Linked DNA regions of Ovis aries: region 1 is linked to region 2. The links are chromatin contacts, called in public Hi-C maps. All regions are on one chromosome and are shown on one strand. The core of a region is the stretch at or near the end of the contact, and the rest is flanking DNA. Distances in the headings are between cores, read along the strand shown. Region 1 holds the start of CBX8 (chromobox 8). Region 2 overlaps TBC1D16 (TBC1 domain family member 16).

Evidence for each region. A called contact is a pair of places that touch in the nucleus more often than the background predicts.
Region 1: a contact with region 2 is called in a Hi-C map of muscle, with 5 times the contacts expected there. The contact joins the promoter of CBX8 here to the enhancer-like site in region 2. A contact is called at or near these places in 10 of 16 Hi-C or Micro-C datasets (blood, hypothalamus, liver and 5 more).

What each region holds. Positions count from the first base shown.
Region 1 is chr11:52,089,840-52,092,920 of ARS-UI_Ramb_v3.0, forward strand. It overlaps CBX8 (chromobox 8), which reads left to right and starts at 1,626. Exons shown (of 5, transcript XM_027974233.3): 1 at 1,626-1,780; 2 at 2,152-2,195; 3 at 2,381-2,446; 4 at 2,576-2,642; 5 at 3,076-3,081. The coding sequence starts at 1,712.
Region 2 is chr11:51,927,981-51,931,119 of ARS-UI_Ramb_v3.0, forward strand. All of the region lies in intron 3 of TBC1D16 (TBC1 domain family member 16), which reads left to right. Among named protein-coding and RNA genes, the nearest start is that of TBC1D16, 38 kb to the left of the region's middle. Within about 2 kb of position 1,546, at least 8 of the 54 cell types and tissues checked have an H3K27ac peak or open chromatin away from gene starts, as enhancers often do. A contact at or near this core is called in muscle, where this site is marked.

The DNA.
Region 1 (3,081 bases), core at 376-2,875, 160 kb after region 2:
CTTTCCAGTCAGACTCCTTGGCTCGCCTTTCCTCCTCTCTCTTGTTCTTTTTTTTCTCTCTTTCTTCCACCACATCCCTCGCCAAGGGAAACTGCTTCCAGTCAAGTTTATCACCGATGTTTTAACTAAATCTTGGGTTCCGAGGAGTGGGTGCTGTTACTTGCAGCTTGGGCGGTAAGCGAAAAGGGTCGGGGATTGCTGGGCCCAGACTGGGCTTCTGTCTCTGTCGCTGCCGTCCCAGCCACGGGTCACCGCGAGCTGAGCAGGAGCATGCAGTTTGCGTGTGTGCAAACGCAAGGCACGCGGGACCCGGTCCTCGCCCCCTTTCCTGGACCCCGCCACCTTCGCCCCTCTTCGTCAACCTTCAGTGGACACTGTGAGGCTCCCCGGGTTTTCTCGCAGTGTCTGTCACGCGCATTGGGATGAGCTGCCAACAGGAAGAGTGGGGCACAGGCCCAGCGGGTTGCCCGGGTACGGGTAAAGCAGGGAGCTTCCCCAGTCGCGCTCCCCAACCCCAGCCAAGCTCCAGACTCTGCCTTGGTGGTCGTCCATGCCCTCCCCAACACACCCCGGCCTGGGGCAAGGAGCGGCTGGATTGGGGCTAGCGACACTTGGGGCAAGGGCCTGGCGTGGAACAGCAACGCGGGCTGGCGGCAGGGGCAGGTGGCTGCGGGTGTCCGGGACGGGTCGGGGAGGGGGCAGGAAGAAGGCGCGCGAACTCCCCCACGGGATCCTGGGGTGCGCGAAGACTCGGGCGGCAACGGCGGGCCCCCACTGGGTCTGCATTCGGCCTTCAAGCTGGGGGCGAGCGCTCGAGCCCAGCGCGCCTCGCAGGGCCCGGAGGGTGGCCGAGGGCAGGGTTGCGCGACCGGAGAAGGAGACACAGGCACATTGATTTGTTAGCGGGATGGGGCTGGCGGCAGCGGGGGGAGGCTGTTGCCATGGAGACCGAGGGTCGGGTGTGCAACCCGGGGGGAGGGGGCCGGGTGGGAACGCTGACGAGGGGCGCGTCGCCGGCACTAGGGGGTTCGGGCGCGGCCCGCGGCGCCCCAGCACCTGTGCATTGTGCATTGTGCGGCGCGGACGGCGGCGGGGGGAGGGAACGACGCGAGTCCTGGCGGTGGGGGTGGGGCGGGCTGGGGGTCGCCAAGGGGGCGGGGCCTGGCTGACACCGCCGCCAGGGTCCCAGCGAGAGCTGTGGGGGACGCTGAGCACCGGGGGGACATCTTGGCGGCGGGGGAGGGGGCCCCGGTGGGGACCGAGGGTGGACGGCCCCCCTGCCAGCCCGACAGACTGACAGCGGCCGAGCCCGCCTCCACGCTACGCCACTTCCGGCGGCGGCCCCACCCCCCCCTCGCGCTTAGTCTCCGGAGTCGCCTCGGACTCCGCCCCCTGGCGATTGGAACGCGGGTCACGTAGCAACGCGGGGGAGAAAGCGAGAGGGGCGTGGCCCGGAGTTCGCCCAATCAGAGCGCGGGAGAGCTGGCTCTGGCCGCTTGGCTTTAGCAACGTCGTTAGCAACACGTGGGGCGGGAGGAAGCGCGGGGCGAGCGGGGAGGAGGGAGCTGCGCGAGGGAGGGGGCGGGGAGGGAGCGAGCGCGCGGGAGGGGGAGGAGAACTGACGTCAGCGGGAGAGTATTATGGTCTGTCGTGCGCTGGCTGCTGCTTTTCTGCTCCTGGAAGCGGCCAAGGGGGGAAGCGCCGAGTCAACATGGAGCTTTCAGCGGTGGGGGAGCGGGTGTTCGCGGCCGAAGCCCTCCTGAAGCGGCGCATCCGGAAAGTAGGTGCCCCCGGGCCTTGGGCCGAGCCCTCCCCTCCCGGCCCGGGTTCCCTCCCCCTGCTGCAACCCAGCTTCCCTTCCCCCAGGTCCCAGCAGCGGCCGCGGCCGTGGCGGCGGCTCTGAGCCCAAGCGCTTTCCTTAGACTTGCAGCGATGCACAGATTGCATGGGTGGGGGGCGGGGTGGGGGGAATGAATGCCGGTGCATGCACTATGTGCAGCGTTTCGTGCAGGGGGTGATGCAGCGGGCGCGTGCCTTTTCGCGGTGGGATTTAGCGCATTCATTCGGTCCATGCATTTTGTGCATGTATTTCTCGTGTCCCCGTCATGCATTTTTCCTCTTGCACACACAATTTCCTTTTTGCATCTTCAGGGACGCATGGAATACCTCGTGAAATGGAAGGGCTGGTCGCAGAAGTAAGTAGGTTCTGTGCAATTCTCAACCCCAGACAGTTATTCCGGAGCTTTCTTTCTTCCTCTTTTTCCCTTTACATTGGAATACAATACAATGCAACAAGAAAAGTTACAGACATACACATGCACACCCGCGGTTCTTTCTCTGCTCCCTGGACTGACGCCCACTTCTTCCTGATTTCCTTTAGGTACAGCACATGGGAACCTGAAGAAAACATCCTGGATGCTCGCCTGCTCGCAGCCTTTGAGGAAAGGTACAGGCCATTCCAGGCTTCAGCTTCTCACTTAGAAACACGAAGGGTGGCTCCTGTCTAGCCTCAACTGGAGGCACACTTGGTTTCTTCACTCACGCACCCCTTTCTCCCCCTCCTTCCTTTCTGCAGGGAGCGAGAGATGGAGCTGTATGGCCCCAAAAAACGAGGACCCAAACCCAAAACTTTCCTGCTCAAGGTAGGGTGATAGTGTCCAGTGATGGGCAGTAGTGTTCTTGTGTCAGTTTGTGGGAAGCAGGCCATGAGGGGTTATGAACCAATGGGGTGTGCTGTTTGTAATCTAGGAGGGAGTCCCTAGACAGGCTGTCACCAAGTCACTTCACCGCTAAGGGTATCTGAGGGGAGGGGCTTAGCCAAACTAGAATTCCTTTATCCAACCCCCTCAACCATCTCAAATAGACATAATGACTGCTTCTAGACAAATCTTCTACCCCTTTGTTTCCAGACAAACTGCTACTCCTATGCTTCACCCCTACCCAAATGGAAATTCCAAGGCATCAGAGGGTGAAGCTGGGAGGCTGGGGCTGAAAGAGGGTGGGGGGGGGGGGGGAGGAGGTGGAGGCGGGGCAAGGGCCCTGCTGGGTTCTTGACACTGCCCTCTCTTCCTGAAGGCCCAG
Region 2 (3,139 bases), core at 296-2,795:
TGTCTTTGGGGAACCCCCTCAACTTGGCTGTTGCAATGTAACCCAATACCTGATGAAATCCTCCCCCAAAGCAAGAGGGAGGTGACCAATGACCTTTGTCATTTGATGGGAACGTTCCTGTATCCTCTGCTGTTTGCCTTAATGTTCATTCCCAGCAAAGTAAACAAAGCATTTTTACTTGGATTTTCTGTTCAATTCAACCAGTGTTCCCTAAATGCCTGTGGTATGCTGGGGAGAAAGGGCTCCTGGTGGCCCCTCCACCATATCCAGAATGTGCTTCCTTGCTTCGGAAATCTGTTTTGGGAACCTGAGAGTGTAGTTTCCCTGACAATCTAACAGCCGAAGCCAAGCCACACTGGTCATCGCAGAAACGCTTGCCCTTTGAAAGTCATGGGCGAGTGGAAGCAGCCTGAACCCTGGTGCCAGCAGGTGGCCTCGAGTAAATTCCTGACCTTCCTGGGCGGCAGGCAGTGACACAGATGGTCCCTAAGTGTGGCCACCCTGGAGCTGAGCCCTGGGCCCCCTCCCAGCTCTGCCCAGCTCTGTGCCCTCACATGTCTCCATCCTCATTGCCTCACCTTTTACCCCAAACAGTGACCGCCCTTGCCCACCAGACCATCACAGGCGAGTGGCTCCTAAGTGCCCTGGAGGTCCCCAGGAGGAGATGTCGAGACGAGCCTTCAGGTTTAGATGGCCACATGCTTCTTCTGTTACATTTTATTTGATGGTTTCCAAGATGGGGCGCAAATCCTCTAAAGTTGGGAAGGGGCTTTCCTGAGAGGCTTTGGGGACAACAAAGGTGCTTGCCAGGGTCGGGGTAGCAAGGGGCTAAGAAGCCAGAAGTGGAAATGTTCTGAAAGGAGGGAGGGTGGCTGTCTCATGGGTCACAGAAAGGGAGACCCGCACACGTCTGGAAAGGAGAGGGAGGGAAGGAGACCTGGGACCCAGCAAAGGGGCATAGATGTGGTCTCTCCCTGGAGCCCCAGGGCTGGCAGTTAGGGCCGGACCCTGTAGATGGTAAGACATCAGGATCTGTCTTGCTTCTGTAAATATTTAAACACTGGGAGGATTATTTTTGGTAGCTACAGTCTCTCTCCGAGCCTGGCGGGCTGCCGGGCTGCTGGGAAGGGTGTCGAGTGACAGCGGGCTCTCTGCACGCTCCCCTGCGCTCCGCGTGCTCATGGGCACAACGGCCAAAACTTAAACTGGGTCACGGTTCTCCTTTCTGGGAGAGCCTGACCAGGCACGGGCTCATAGGCTTTCATGTCCGGGGTAAGACCAATGTGACCAACACGGATGTCAAGTCTCCGAAGTTTCCCTGATGGTAATTGAAAGTGACAGTGCCTTGAGCTTCCAAACCGCGAGCAGTGAAGTAGTAGGGCCAGCCGCCCGGCCAGGCACCCCCTAGGGAGGTGGCCACGCTCCACCAGACCCACCTGGGGTGAAAGGACTCATTGTGTGTCCCCGCAGAGCACGAGGGGCTGTAGAGAGCCGTCTTTGTCGCGTCCACGGGGCTGACGTGCAGAGGAGCCTGCTCCTGTGGCGGGCGTGGATGTGGGGTGCCGAAGTCCACCGGGGCCCAGCTCTCTGGGAGCGGTGGCCAGTTTCCCCCGGCCCCAGCATCAAATCTGATGGGCATCATGGCCCTGCTTCTTCCCTATGGAACACGAGGCTGGCATACACCCTCCCTTGAAACTCCATTTTCCTGGAGGTGGCACTTCAGCTGTGGAGGGCTCTGTGTGTGCCCAGCAGATGGCAGGCTTCCCCCAGATCAGCCAGGGGTGTGCCCTGCCCGCTGAGCCTGCCTCGCCTCCCACCCAGAGAGGAAGTTCCATCTGCCCTTTGTTGCTCACCTGTTCCCCCTCCCATCTCACTGCCTGTTCCCGAGGGGCTGCCTGGATATGTGCTGCTGAGGAGGGGGACACAAGCTCAGGCCCAAGCCAGACTCCCTTGACTGTGGGGCCGCCAGACATGCCTTTCCTGGGTCCCATCCCTATTTTCAGCCAGCCTCCATCTCCCTGCCGACTTTCCACTTCCTCTCTTGGGGGTCTGATAGGTGGAGAGTTGCCAGCATGGTGCCCCACACCACCCTCAGCCTTGTGCCATCCACTGCCCCCCCAGAGACCAGATGGTTAGACAGACTTGGCCTCTGGCCCCAGATCAGAGACACACGGCCAACATTAGACCTGGGATGCCAGGCAGCGGTCATCCCGGGATGCAGACTGCTTTCTGTCCTTCTCACTGCCCCTGTGGACATGCTGACCCCTGCCACAGCCCAGCTGAGTCTCAAGGGTGGCCTTGTTTGGGATTTACTTTGTTGGATACTCTCTCTTTAAAAAAAAAAGTTAATGGTTTTTATATAAACAATATTTAGTTAATACAGATGTGTTAGATATAAAGGAGTGGTACCCCAAGGAATTGAAAGCAGGGACTCAAAGAGTTATTTACACACATCTTCCATGACTTTTAAGAACCAACTTTTTCAGATTAGCCATAAGGCTGTGTCGATTGTTCCTCACCCCAACATTGGTCTGGAACTCCAGTCACGCTGCTGTGGCCCGGGACTGCTGGCTGCGGGCACCTCTGCACCAGCTCTGGTGCAGCAACCGTGCACCTCTGTCTGGTTTGGAAGGAAGGGCCGGCAAAGCTAGCCGTGGCACCAAGGCCAGGGGTCTCCTCCTGGTGAACAGGGCCTGAGACTGATCACCACACACACTTCCCTGTAACAGGGACCTACGCCTGCTCTCAACACAGCTTGTTCAACCCAGATCTAAGGCGGTTGAAAATCAAATCCAGTTTTAGGCCCTGAAAGCAGGTTCTTCAGAGACTCCGGTGGGCGGGGAAAATTGGAGGAAGCTCTGGGAGGCTTGTCAGATCAGGAGATACTGCTGCCCCAGCCTTTTCCAGAACTTAGAAAGCTAGACTCTCCCTGTTGTCTTCTGGGAACTGGGAAAATGAACACACCCTTCTGAGTGCCTGGCACTGAAGGGAGGGTACCTAAACAGGACCCTGAGTCCCTGGCCCATACCCCCCATCCCAGAGGATGGGAATTGACACTGGGAATCCAGGAGGGGGCCTCAGGGAGGGACTAACTGGGCATGCCAGCCATGAGGGTCCCCCTGCCTGCCCCCAGGAATCT